Regions from separate parts of the Gossypium hirsutum genome. Here region 2 is linked to region 1. The links are chromatin contacts, called in public Hi-C maps. All regions are on one chromosome and are shown on one strand. The core of a region is the stretch at or near the end of the contact, and the rest is flanking DNA. Distances in the headings are between cores, read along the strand shown. Region 1 holds the start of LOC107957115. Region 2 holds the start of LOC121229563.

The links. A called contact is a pair of places that touch in the nucleus more often than the background predicts.
Region 2: a Hi-C map of leaf shows a contact between it and region 1, with 2.9 times the contacts expected there. The contact joins the promoter of LOC121229563 here to the promoter of LOC107957115 in region 1. A contact is called at or near these places in 2 of 34 Hi-C or Micro-C datasets (both in leaf).

The regions. Positions count from the first base shown.
Region 1 is chrA05:95,313,402-95,320,524 of Gossypium_hirsutum_v2.1, forward strand. It overlaps LOC107957115, which reads left to right and starts at 3,425. Exons shown (of 5, transcript XM_016892557.2): 1 at 3,425-4,060; 2 at 4,204-4,350; 3 at 4,582-5,035; 4 at 5,131-5,340; 5 at 5,599-5,918. The coding sequence starts at 4,281. The coding sequence ends at 5,791. LOC107957114 (adenylosuccinate lyase) reads left to right here. Exons shown (of 10, transcript XM_041114159.1): 3 at 114-329; 4 at 432-614; 5 at 842-1,063; 6 at 1,220-1,336; 7 at 1,433-1,576; 8 at 1,690-1,791; 9 at 2,412-2,480; 10 at 2,614-3,094. The coding sequence ends at 2,913.
Region 2 is chrA05:96,304,248-96,311,370 of Gossypium_hirsutum_v2.1, forward strand. LOC121229563 reads right to left here and starts at 4,435. Exons shown (of 3, transcript XM_041114169.1): 1 at 3,982-4,435; 2 at 3,270-3,607; 3 at 2,770-3,192. The coding sequence starts at 4,254. The coding sequence ends at 3,033. LOC121229561 (protein YIPF1 homolog) reads left to right here. Exons shown (of 6, transcript XM_041114166.1): 5 at 671-944; 6 at 1,076-1,669. The coding sequence ends at 1,270. It also overlaps the pseudogene LOC121229564.

The DNA of each region.
Region 1 (7,123 bases), core at 2,175-4,674:
ATATAATTACTGAATTCCAAATATAATGTAGTTAAAATCGATATCAATGAACTTAGTTTTCTTTTCTTTTTGCTTTCTAGAAGGACCCTTATTGATTATAGATACTGTGTCAGATTAAATGGTTGCTGATGCTTTCACAAATTCCTGAAGTCATTGAGGTTCCAAGCTTTAGTGCAGAGGCTCAGTCTTATTTGCTAGGACTCATTGATGGATTTAGCATGGATGATGCCTTGGAAGTTAAAAAAATAGAGAGAGTAACTAATCATGATGTAAAAGCAGTCGAGTACTTCTTGAAACAGAAATGCCAATCACAGCCAGAAATTGCCAAGGTTGGGACTTGTTATTCGATTATATATTGATTCACTATCCTTTCTATTTGACTCGAGTTTTGGGAATTTTTGGATCAATTAATATTCTCTCTCTGGTTTCAGGTCCTTGAATTTTTCCATTTTGCTTGCACATCCGAGGACATAAACAACCTTGCCCATGCATTGATGTTGAAAGAAGCAATGACCAAAGTCATGTTTCCAACCATGGATAAATTGGTCGAGGCAATATGTAAGCTGGCTAAGGCTAATGCAAGCGTTTCTATGCTTTCTCGCACGCATGGCCAGGTAGAAGAGAAATTTTCTTCTTGAAACAATCTTCTCACTCTTAGCTTGTCATAAGCCACTTGGAAAATTAGTCTTTGAATTCTCAGGTTGATCAGAGAGAGAGAGCATGTTTTATATCTAGATTGCTTATTTTTTTTTTGTTTCTTTAATTACATGTAATTTATTACTGTTACATGCTCTAGGAATAGCTGTTATTACTTGATCACCTAAATCATTAGTTTTTTCAGCCAGCTTCACCTACAACCTTGGGAAAGGAGATGGCCATTTTTTCTGTTAGGCTAAGCAGAGAAAGGCAAGAAATTTCTCAAGTCGAGATGATGGGAAAATTTGCTGGTGCAGTTGGAAACTACAATGCCCATATTGTTGCATATCCTACTGTTAATTGGCCTCAAATCGCAGAACAGTTTGTGACTTCTCTTGGATTAAAGTTTAACCCCTATGTTACTCAGGTATTTTCCATGCTCTTCTTCCTCTTATACTGTAAAAATATATATCTCAGTTGATGTATTGACACTTCTAGTTAGCTTCATATGGGTATGATATGTAACGAGTTTATGTGCTTGACCTGGAATAAAGTTTTTTTTTTTTTTTTTGCTTGTCTGCAGATTGAGACCCACGATTATATGGCAAAACTTTATTATGCAATTATCCGGTTTAATAATATATTGATTGACTTTGACAGAGATATATGGGGCTACATATCTGTAGGATACTTTAAGCAGGTGACTGTTTTGATGCAGCATGTTGACTTTAATTTATTATTATTGTTATTATTATTTTCCCAACCAATGTCTTTTCGTGGTCAAAATTTGGAGCAGATAACCAAGGCAGGTGAGATTGGTTCATCAACAATGCCTCATAAAGTAAACCCTATTGATTTTGAAAACAGTGAAGGTAATCTTGGTAAGGCTAATGAAGACCTAACTTACCTGAGCATGAAGTTGCCTATTTCCCGTTGGCAGGTACAATATTTTTATTTTAGGATAGCCGCTTAATTTTATGTTTGTGAAGTTTGTTCATAACTAATGTAACTCCATTTGAACAAAATAAATCTTCTTATGTGTTGAATTTGCAGCGAGATTTAACTGATTCGACAGTCTTGAGGAACATGGGGGGAGGACTTGGTCATTCCCTTCTTGCTTACAAAAGTGCGCTGCAAGGAATAGGAAAGCTCCAGGTATGTTGCATAACATGAAGGTTCTGATCTCCTTTAAGTGTATTTTAGTGCCAAAGGTTCTTGTTAATTAAGTCCTGTATTTGGTTATTAGTTTGTGAAAGGTCTAATTATGCCCTTGCCCCTGTACTCCTTGGACTTCGATATTTAGTCCCTCTGCTTTTAGTTCTTAGGGTTTAAAATCCGAGGGATAACGCTGTTAATTGACTTATGTTAAATTTGAGTATCAATTGGACTTAACTTATTTAAAAGTTTGAATGTTCAAATGTCACATTTTCAAATTTAACGATAATCCATTGATTTTGTTATCTGTTGGATTTTAATTTTCAAATTTGACAAATGAGGGACTAAATTCCTGGAAATAAAAGCTAAAGTATTAAATTTTAAAAAGTCTAAAAAGAGTACAAGGACTTGGGGCATTTTTAAATCTTTGTGAAAATTTTGACTTCATGATACATCTATGACTTGTGGTAAGGCACGTTAGTTTATTTTCTTCAACTAGTGATAGTTAGCCGCTTGATATCACCTGTGATGCAAAAGCCCTTGCTAATCCTTCTCTAAATTGTAGTTTTGGGTGCTTTACTGCATACTACCATCTCTCTTAAGCTCCCTTTTGATTCCAGGTCAATGAAGCTCGGTTAAGCGAAGACTTGAACCAGGCATGGGAGGTACTTGCGGAGCCAATTCAGACTGTATGTATCTTCTGATCTACATTTATTGAATGCCCTTTTCTGTTTCAATTTTTTTGTAAGCGCAAAGTAATAGAGGCTAGATGGATAGTATTTTGATTCATCTTTTTGTTTCTCTTTTTAACTTGATCTGTAGGTCATGCGTAGATATGGTGTTCCAGAGCCTTACGAGAAGCTGAAGGAGCTTACTAGGGGGAGAGCAGTTACCAAAGAAAGTATAAGGGAATTTATTGAAGGCTTGGAATTACCCGAAGAAGCTAAGACTCATCTTTTGAAGTTAACGCCACATTCCTACGTGGGTGCAGCCGTTGAATTAGCCAAGACTGTGGATTCAGCTGTGAACGTGATAAACGGTTCTGAGGTTTTGGAAAACATGTCGTTGAAAGAATTAGCCAAGAAACTTAGTCATATTGTTGCACCATATGAGACTGGTTAAGTATTAAGATGATAAATGTGGTAGCTATTCTTTGAAAAAAACAAATTCAGAGAGGGTACAAGGTGAGACAAATCCCTACTGGTGGAAGTGATTATCATGTCATGTTCATATGGTGTCATGAACTCTGAGCTGAGATTTTGTAAGCAATCTTAATAATGAAAATTAACTTGAATTGCTGTCACGTTCTCCACTAACTGATGAAGACTTTGTATTGAATGCGACATATGAGACATAACACATGTCAACATAATAATAGCAAAAATAAGCATGAATATGATGATATGAACCAGTCTGTACAGAGATTTTCACCAGGTGTACCTATAGAGTTTCTTGTACACTTTATCACGGCAGAATCTTTTGACTAGCAAAAACATCATCATCAAATATATTCTTTTTTAACAACATAATTGGTGGAGCATACACTACAAAAATACATTGCATGATTGAGATGGTGGAGCCCAAGAATTATCATACCAACTATATTTAATCAAATTCTCTGCTTTTAAACAAAATTGCAAGTAAAACCCTGGAATAATCTCCTTGTTGTCAAAACTACCCCCGATTTTAAAGTAAAAACACTACGCAATCTGTCATGTTTAAAGTCATCGTCGTCCTTGGAAAGAAGCCGTTAACAATGATCCACACAGTACAAAGAAGGAAGCTTCTCTACGAAAGAGATACAGTCGTTTTTGTTGTCAGGTTTTCATTTTCTTATCCTCTACAGGTAAAAGCCTTCGAAAGCCTCTCTCAGGTTCTCTCTCTTCTCTTGTCTCTTTGCCTTTCCTTGTATTGTTTAACTTTAAGATAATGAGGAACAAAAATAAACCCAGTTTTTGCATTATTAATTGCATCAGAATTCAATTCTGTTTTGTTATTAACTCATGGTAATTTGGGTATGAAGTTATTTCTTTTTCTTAATTGTTGTTTTTATTTTATTTTTTACCAAATTGCTACTGTGAAGCAATGAGTTGATCAGCAAATTTTGGACTTTAATGATTATTAGTATTATATCTAGAAAGTCAAATGGTTATGGACCCTTTCCTTCCTTAGAAAGATATTCTTGATAAAAATGGAAACTTGATTCCTTGTCAAGAGGGCAATGAAGTTTGAGTGCTAGCTCAGACCATGGTAGATCATGAAGCTGCTTGTAAGTTGCAGCTGTAAAGTTGGGATTTTTTGTCTTGATTTATCATATCAGTGATTGCCACCATATGGTTAAAGGGGTTTGTTTTGGGGCGGGGGGGGGGGGTGGAATCTTCTATATCAGTTGATTGTTATTTGTCGTTTCAGGTGACCCTTCAATGATTTTGAAGGGATCTGGGCAGAATTTTGCAGCCCTGATATGAATCTGGCTTGACTGAATCACAATGTCAGCTTATGGCCATCAAATGGAACGGGAGTTCTCCTCTCAGAGTCTCTTGAGTAGGGAAGATACTGGTAAGGCACTTCTTTATTAGATCCCAACAGTTCTTTCAATTCCAATACCCTTTTCTCAGAGGCTTTTAACCATTCATTTGGCATGACTGGATTGTTAATTAATCCAAATATTTTGTATGCAACATTGTTTTAATGGGTTGACTGCTTAACTCATTTCGTTTTTATGGTTCCTACTGCTAAACCTTCCGATGTTCGATATAAATACGTATTAATCTCGGTCGTTCTTGACAGAGAGTGGAAGCCAATATGTGTTGGAGTCGGGATTCTACATGAAATCTTTTGCTGCAACAATCTTCATTGCTGGTCTTCTAATTGTTGGTGTTCTTTCAGTAACTTTACTTGTAACATTAGCAGTAATGTTGCGATCCTGTGAAAGTAGGAGCAAGGGAGTGGTGGAGATTGAGAAAGCAAGTGATAGCTACCATTATTGCAAGGCTTTTGCTTTACATGGGGAACTCAACAGCTTGGAAGAACCCGAGATTCCTCCAGTCTGCTGGAATCTAGCCATTCATTATATCGAAGGGGGAGAATACGAACGAGACTTAAATTTCATGATTTCGATGATTGAGAGCTTCTTCGATACTATTTCACCATCGGACAATCATTTGGATGCTGTGTTAATAGACATAGATGACATCCTTGCTTCAAATCATACATACACCTATCAATCAATGCACCAGCAACAGTAATTCCGCTTATTTTTTTCTATGTTACTTGGGACTTTGTCATTTTCCTGTTAATAAATTACTTAAACCAGATTAAACTCATGTTTTGGCTCAGGTTCAACCAATATGGCTCTAACAAACCAAGTGGTTCCATCGAAGATGCAGCCAATCTGAAGCACTGGCGAATACTGGAATTGTATGTGAAGCTTAAGTCAAGAGGATGGTCTTTGATTCTATTATCAAGGAAGCCTGAGAGACAGCGAAATGTTACTGCTGAACAGCTCAAGGCTGTGGGATTTAATGGTTGGTCTTCTTTGATTATGAGGTAATGTTGGTACTTGCACTTTTTCTTTTTCAAAATTTTGGTCTTATGTGCATAAGTAGTTGCATGATAACCATCTCGAGTCATAGAGAAAGTTTTTCTTTTCTACTGCGTTGTTTCTTGCAAGATTTTTCGGGGACAAAAGAGGCTGCTGCTTGGAGATATGGAAAAAGGGTTATAGAAGTTGAGATTCGAATACTAAACCACGTGATGTCACTTCTTAAAAGTGATTGAGCTAAGCTTTTCAGGAAAATAATGCAGGTCAGATAGCGAAATGGAAACGGAAACATGGGAATACTTTAGTAGACGAAGAACAGCAATGAAAGAAGGAGGCACTCAAATAATCAGTGTCATTAGCAGCCAATTGGATGCTTTAACGGGCTCATCTTTGGGAAAACGTGTTTTTAAGCTTCCAAAACCTCTGCGTTACAATACTCAAACCCCAACACTTTGACGTTAGATCTGGCGTATTTTTTTATTTTTTTTTCTGCTTACAGTTTCTGGAAATTTTCAATTAAACAACATGGACGATTGGAGATTTTCGGGATACTTGTATCTACTTCGCCGAATCTTCTTTTTCAGACATTGGAAATTTTCCAACTTTTCAAAATAACAGACAGAACCATGCATCAACTAAAACAATATCCATTTTTATGAAGCCCAACCATGCAAAGCCTTCCTTTTTAAGCAGAGACACTCACCAAGTTTGTCTTGAATATATAAAAATTGAAGTATTATATTACAAATTTTATAGAGACCACTTCACCAAGAAGTGTTAGATGTGAGCATATTTTTTTTTTCTATGTTTATCATGTATTTGAAAGATGATATCCTTTATATCTATATTTGAGAATGTGTTTAAAATATCCAGCCACTCTGTGTTTTCTCTTCCAACTTTTGTTTCAACCATTAACATTATCATGGCAAGTAAGATAAGAAATGGTCCATTGTTGAAAACAAGCAAAGCTGAAATGATAAACAAAAGAAACACTAACAAAAAGGACAAAATCAAATTCTCTTTGGAAAGTCTCATTAACAAGAACTTACACTCAAATATCATTACCACTTTTAAGTTTCTAAAAAATATTTAATCCTACTTTCTTTACCAAAGAAAACCCAGAAAGAGCTTAGAAATCAACCCCACCAAATAAGCTAAGTTCTACAATAAAACTTTCCCAGAAAATACACAGGAATCTTTTAACAGTTCAACTGTTAATCACAACCCACATTAACAGAAAATAAAAACAAAAAATCACCAAAGGAATAACCATAGCAAGGCAAAGAAATGAATCCCAAACCACCCAGAAATCTCATCATCAGCAGCAGCAGAGAATTCCACACCATATTTCATAGTCATATTCTCTGATCAAATTCCCCATTTCCTCGCTCTTTACTCATGGTCCATTAGCTCATAAACATAAACCTGTGCCACCCCTTCTTTCGTCTAGTCTTGGAATAAAGCAAACCCGAGAGGGGATTTCGCTGTTGAGTCGAAAAAGATAGATCAGAACGAGGAATTCGTTTGCTCCAAGAAAGAACTGTAGTAAGGGTATTATGATGAGGTCGCCGTCGGGAAAGCGGTGGTGATTGTGGAGAAGAAAGAGAAAGGGGTGGAGATTGGGATTGTGACGATACCCAGATGCGGAAGAGGTAGATGAAGGGGCCTGATTACTGACAGCTAGAAAGGGAAGAACTTTTGTTGTAGGGAGAAGGTTCCTGATTTTAGGAGGAGGGTAGAAAGGAAGAAAGTGGCGGTGAAGGCAGTGGAGAGGGAGGAGAAAGTTTG
Region 2 (7,123 bases), core at 3,185-5,684, 990 kb after region 1:
TTTTGGAATTCAGGACCAGAACTCACTAATCTTGTTCGTAAATTTAGTAAATTAAAAAGTTTAGTTATTTGGCTCTTCATTTCGACATGAATTGCACCTAGTAGGGAAAACTGTGAGAAGCACTAAAAGAAAGATATTAATGACAAGTGCACGCCATGTGGGCGTTATCAAAATGTAATAATGACAGCAGCAATAAAGAAGTTATCAGCACACATCAATGCATGTTTATTGCATTATTACCTATAGTACTCTTATTTGCATATATGGTCATCTTTGCAAGTAGATCGATGGAAAGAAGTCATGTATTAAGAAAAGAAAAAACAGGAGACAACTAGAAAAGAGATAGAATCCTTCCATCTGATTGGTTTTATGGAAGTTGAAGTACACTAGGATCTTATAATTAGTTTGTATTTGTAGCTTCTTATTTGTCTCAATGCAGAGACTCTTCTGTTTGAAAAAGAGATCATGGATGACCTGCCTTATTTCATGGCTTTCTGTATAATCCATATTTTTTTCTCCTTGGGAAAATCGAATTCCTTGCGACTATGATGTGGTGAATCATACATCTGATGGTGTAAAAACCTTGACCATAGCTGTAACAATCTGCAGTAGTAGTGTTCATGATTATCTGTTAAATTATTTTATTGTCTTGATTTCTGCCATTTGTTAGGTATGGGCTTATCTGGATCACAACTACATTGGTCTTTATGCTTGCGGCCTTTGGAAACTGTGCCACATACCTTATTCAAAAGCGCACTGATCGAACTACTTCTTGGAGCTTTGATGTTGGCTATGTAAATGCAGCAGCTTGTGGAATCTATGGTTATTCACTCGTGGTGCCAGTGGCATTTTACTTCTTGCTTCGGTATCTGGGTTCAAATGCTAGCCTTGTACGATTTTTGTGCATGTGGGGTTATTCACTTTCCATTTTCATTCCAACTGCAGTAAGTTTTTCTCTTTAAAGGAAGAAAATGATCCTGGTTTTAAATTTTATTCAAGTCCAAAAATTTCAATTTTTTAGTTATTCATTGTTTATTTACAATCAACTGAGTTGTAGTATATGGCATATTTGCAGTTTCTACTGCTTATTCCAGTTGAGATTCTCCGATGGATCATCATACTTATTGCCGGTACAGCCTCATCATGCTTTGTTACCTTGAATTTAACATCCTATATTGGTGGCAGTAATGATCTTAGAATGATGATGATTGCTGCGTTCTTGCTGCAAATGGCCCTTGCAATCTTTATCAAGGCTTGGTTCTTTCCATAAACCTTACAAAGTCATCCTATGCGGGCTATCTGAGCACCTAAAATCCAAACTCTGCTGTGTTTTGCTCTGCTCCTGGGAAATGTGAAAAAGAAGAACAGTTTGAGCAAAAAAGGCCTCTTGAAGAAAAGCTTGTGTATGTTTTTGGATTCCTTGTAGTTTAGTGGTAAATTTGAAACACGCAACGGATGTGTGTCATAGGAGTAGAGATGTTTTTGATGAGGTGCAGCAACGCGCTACTAATTGCGTTTTTTTGGAGTGGGTTAATCGAATTGACTTGGTGCTGTTGGCCTACAACTTTTAATAGACCAACAAAATGAGAGAAACTAGAAGCAAATGTGAATGCAAATATGTTTAAACCCTGCAAGTTTTCCTTCTGTGTATATACAGGTTTTCATGGTCTTTTTGCCAGTCTGTAATTGTTACTTCACATCTAAAAGCAGACTTTTGTATTAAAAAATAGGTTCTCTTTAAACCCTAAACTATCTTTGGGTTTAAAGTTACTAGGTAAGTAGGATGTATATCTCATTTGCAAATGAGATACCCTTATTCAGCTTTCATCTTTTGATTCTAACTTCATATTGCAAAAATCAGAATTTGAACTTAAGATGGAGTATAAATATTAAAATTAAAATAAAGTAATTGAACTAGTTTTTTTACTAGAAACAAGCTTAACTGAACGTTTTTACCGGATAAACACCTCTAGCAAAGGTGTTTTAAATTCGGTTACTAAATATTAACCAATTTGACTATGGCCAAATAAATAAATATATATATAAATATATATATTTGACACATGATCAAGTTTTAAATTCGGTTACTAAATATTAACTTATTTTTTTTATTACAAAGAATTAAGCTTTATGTCCTACCAAATATCTTAATGCTGGTAATACGGAAAGTGAAGAAACGAGTCGTTGAACAGCTACTGCGACACGGAACTTTACCTTGAGCTTCAAAAACACATCAAAATTTTAAAAACTTATCCAACATTTTTAAACTTTATATTAATACTCAATTTTCTACCAAAAATGTTAAAATTTTTTGTTTGAGCTACCAGCTCTAAGTTAGAGGGAAATGGTGGATGTGTACTATCGTAAAGCTTTTGGAAAGGACCAGACCTCAAGCGTGTCGTCGTCAAGGTTCAGTTTTTTCTGTTCCTTCCCTCTTCAAGCATTGGTTCAATTTTTATGAGTTAAGATTGAAATAGGTTACTTTGGTTTCAAAGCCTTTTTTTTTCTTTTTTTTTATAAAAAAAATTAGATTTTCAATGGGTTTTATGATGATTTTAATGGAGGAGTTTTTGGTTACTAAGAAAGTTGTGAAACTTAAAAAAGAAGAAAATGAAAAAAAGAGAGGTTTTGATATAATCTCTACTTTGAACAAAAGAAAACATAGTTCTCTGAACTCTACTTTTGTTGACAAAATCCTTTTCCTGATGGGGTGAATATGTTTAAATCACATAAATGATAGCAATGACTTTGAGATGGCTAGAAATCAAATAAAAACAAGTCTATAGTTTATTTTTTTGATCTCCCCTCCCAACCCTCCAATACATATTTTCACTATTCACTCACAAATATAATTTAATGGATGGATTCTTCACCATGTGAATGACAATGAAGAATGTGTACCGGAAATGGACCGAATTCTAACCCAAAAAGACGACCTAATCTCTTTAAAAATAGATAAAAATACTCGTATCTTAGTTCATACAACAACTCGGAACGGTGCTAGTTTGACCTTACCATTTTTCATAAACTACTCATTCTTCAATGAACTTCTTGAGGTTCTTCAACCACAGAATATACTCCCGGCCATCCTTATTAATCATGTACTCGTGCAAGTAATTTGTGGTGCTCGGTTTGATTCCTCGGATCTCCAAATACTTGTGAAAAGCCTTCTGCAGGTTCTCATCCAAATCACTGCAAAACAAGAACATTAGTAATCGCATTCCATGCAAATCAATATTCCAATTTCACAATGTATTGAATAGGCTTACTAGAAATCTGGGCCTTCATAGGCGAGTTCATCCTCGGAGTTGGGATTTCGAACGGACAAACTATCTATGGTAATCTCATCAGGGTAAGCGGTACAGTTGAACTCTAAACTCGGACAGCCTTTTTTTGAGACATTAACAACCAATGGGACATTTGATTTACTAGGCTTTTCAGTGTCATCATCATCGTCATCATCCGCTTCGCCTTCACCAGTGACAAGATCAGGCATGTGAACATTAACTTTGATGAGTTCACCATCATACTCTCGTGTCAATGTTATGGTTTGAAGCCCAGGAGTGTCTTCGATTTTGAAAGGGAATTCACTTGGGGTTCCTTCAGCCTGTGAAGAAACAATTTTTTTTAAATGATTAAAAAACAATTCAAAATAAAGCATCGATTTCAGCTTGAAAACTTAACATCAATACTGGCTATTAAGCGATTGTTCTGTTTTTTTTCCCCACAAATTCTTTCAATAACCATATTGTAAACAACTAAAAGCAGCTTCTAATTATGTTTCTCGGGTCGGATATAAGTTCTACAATGAGTGTTACCATGTTCCAAGACAGCTCTTGAATTCAATCCCTACAAGTCTTCAGTTGACACGATTTGGATTGCAAAACACCCAAAATCCAAGTTCTATTTTTCCACTTACTTTCGTATAAACCCTAAATGATAAAAGAAAATGGGGAAAAGAAAAACTAATTAATTACTCACCTGATCATATTCATCACTCTCCTCGGCACACTGAATCTCAGACTCAATAACTCGGAGAAGAGACTCATCAGAAGCGGATTTTTGAGAATCAACAGCCGTTGAGAAATGCAGGGTGTTTGGGTAAAAACGGTTCACAGTAGGATGCTGAGACTGGAGGCCATGGTTCAAGGCCGTGAAGATGCAAGAGTGGTAGCTTCTCTGGACTCGGGTGAGTCGAATCGCGAGTGGAGCTAAGGAGTTAGCTGTTTTCCGGAGAATGGACGTGAAAGCCATGGGGGAGAAAGGTTGCTAGGGTTTTAGGAACGGTGGAGAGGGTTTTAGGTTGTTTTAAAGGCAGCATTCATGTTGAGGTACTGATGGGCAATATTCAAAAGCTTCCCCTGTTGGGCCTAATTTGGTCTGGGATTGGGCACTTGCCCATAAAATCTCTAAATCTAACTTTATTCACTCGGGTTTAGCGTATTCTACAATGTCTCAACTGGTTATATGATGTTAGCTTTAGACATGGGATCTTAACGAGTCGTTTATTTCATTTGATTACTTATGTTTATTCGAAAACATTGTTATTTTCAGCATCTAGATAGATTATTTATTCTATTGAAACTATTGTTAGATATTTTTCAAAGAAATATAGTTTTTATGGGTAAAAAAGCATGTGTCTGTTACGATTTTAATTAAATAAATTATTAAAAATTACAAACCTCATAAATTTAATTCAATTTCAACCAACCTTAATTTTATATTTATAATTTTTTAATATTTAAATTTATTTATTATTCATGTTATTGTGTATGTGTCAAAATCTAAATATAAAAATAAAAGGTTGCATAAAACTAAATGAGTTATATATATATATTTATTTAAAGGTTAGAATTTATGTTAACCGAAACAGCAAATCTTAATAAGAAAACCATACATTTTTAAATCAATGAAACCTCAATTGTTGGACATGAAGTAACTTTGATGTAATTTCTTTTTGGATAAATTGGATAGGTGATTATCCAACTTTTAGGTATGTTCTATTTTGATCACCCCACTTAAAAAACTTTCAATTTTGTCATCAATGTTTTTAAATTTTAAAATTTTTGTCACCCTGCTAAATACTTGATGTGGGTAGTTTTTTATTGGTCTAATAATAAATTTAATCCTCCAATATTTATACATTTTATCAATTTGATCCTAAATCTAGCCATTTAGCCCTCAATATTTACAAAATTTCACAAACTTCTGTAATTTGCACAACAATAATCCTGTATTCTCTCTACTAGCAAATCGGTGAATTGCTTCCCTCTCAGCTTCTCTCCTTTCTTTTTAATTGTTTTTTTTTTTCTGTTCTGTCTCTGCAATTTTGTGCTTTGCTTTGAAAGTTATTCAATTTTTGCACTGGAATGAAGAGAAGAAAACCCCAAAGGTAAAAATAAGAAAAAAATATGGAAAAGACCTATGCGCCCAAACGTTTTCCTTACCCAACCAGGCCTAGTTAATTATGGAGAAGCAAGAGTCTGAACTGTGTGTGTTTTTTTTTTAATGGGTTTCCCCTGTAATTTGGATAGTTGCTTCTTTTAGATATTGTTTTTCGCTACTTCGATTGATAGTTCCGTTGGTTAATTTAGTTCTTTTTGACTTATTTCTTGCTGGGTTTTTTTTCTCCGATTTCCTTATGCCTGTGAAACTATCTGCACAGGTGTTTCAATTTCCCTTGAAGGGTTTGATTGTTCCACTTTTGGCTTGTTTATAAAAATATACCATCATCTCACACTGAAGAAGCCAAATTGGAACAACTTGTCACTGATTTCTTATAAGAGTCTTTTAGAATTAAATCCAATTTTTTTTTTAAATATAATAACTTTTTTAGAATTAAAATTAAATGATAAATTTTATAAGGGTTGAAGGTTAAATTTATTAAAATTTTAAATTTAAAGTTAAATTAATAAAATGTACAAATATTAAAAATTTTAATTTATCATTAGGCTAATAAAAAATTTCGGTAAACTTTCCGTTAAGTATTTAAGCCCCGATCGCTAAAATTTTAAATTTTAAAAGCATTGGTGATGAAATTGAAAGTTCTTAAAATTAAGTGATCAAATTAAAACCTACCAAAAGTTTGCTGATCACCAGGCAGTTTACTCTTCTTTTTTTTCTACAAAAGGAGCAGAAACACAGCAAGACTAAAATCTAAGCTTCCCATGCCTAAGGGCGTCAGCATGCAGTGAAGGGAGAAGACTGCCAGGCGGATTAGGCAAACGGAGGAGCCCATCCGTGCCTTCATGCGCCAAGTTAGCGAGATGATCAGCATAATGGTTACCTTCCCGGAAAATATGCCGAACCTCCATCACCCATCCCTCTCGTATCAAGTCCAAGCAATCACCAATATACATATTTAATAGATGCTGATACTCATAAGATCGAGACAGCAGCTAAACTACCCATAACTCGTCTAACTCAATAATCAAACGAGCTACCCTGAACTCCTTGGCTAACCGCAAATCATCTTGAACCCCCCCCCCAAAAAAAAACCTCCGCTTGAAGGCTGTCCGTACGTCCGATATTTAGCATGAACCTATGCACCCAATTTCCATCTGCACTGCAAAGCAAGCCACTAGCAGTCACTAAGGCCCGAACAGGAACGCACCGCCCCATCCGTATACAGGTTTCCTAATAACAGGGTACCATTTGAAGATTTGACCATTCCTTGTCCCCTTCAGGTCAACTTGGAACCCCTGCGACAATCTTTTATTAGATAAATTAGTTAGTCTAATGAGTTTGAACTTTTCTCGAATTAAGCTCTAATGGAGTTTGAAAAAATAAAATTTCAAGTTTAGTTCGAGTTCGCTTGAAGAAAACGATTCATCTAAAATGTTCAAGTAAAATATAAAAATTAAAAAGAACATTTTCCGACAACAATAAATTAAAGAATCATTCTTGAATTTAACTTGGTTGATTCCAAGATCTACAAACCTTTCTTTATTCGATAAACCAACTGGTAATTTATTTGTATAAACATACACTAAAATTACATATTTCACATAAATGATCAAACAACAGAAAAAATGACCCCTGAACCGTCTAAACACACATCACTCAGACTTGGAGAACTGTCTAGGATGGCAAAAGAAAAGAAAACTGAAAGAACAAAAGCATT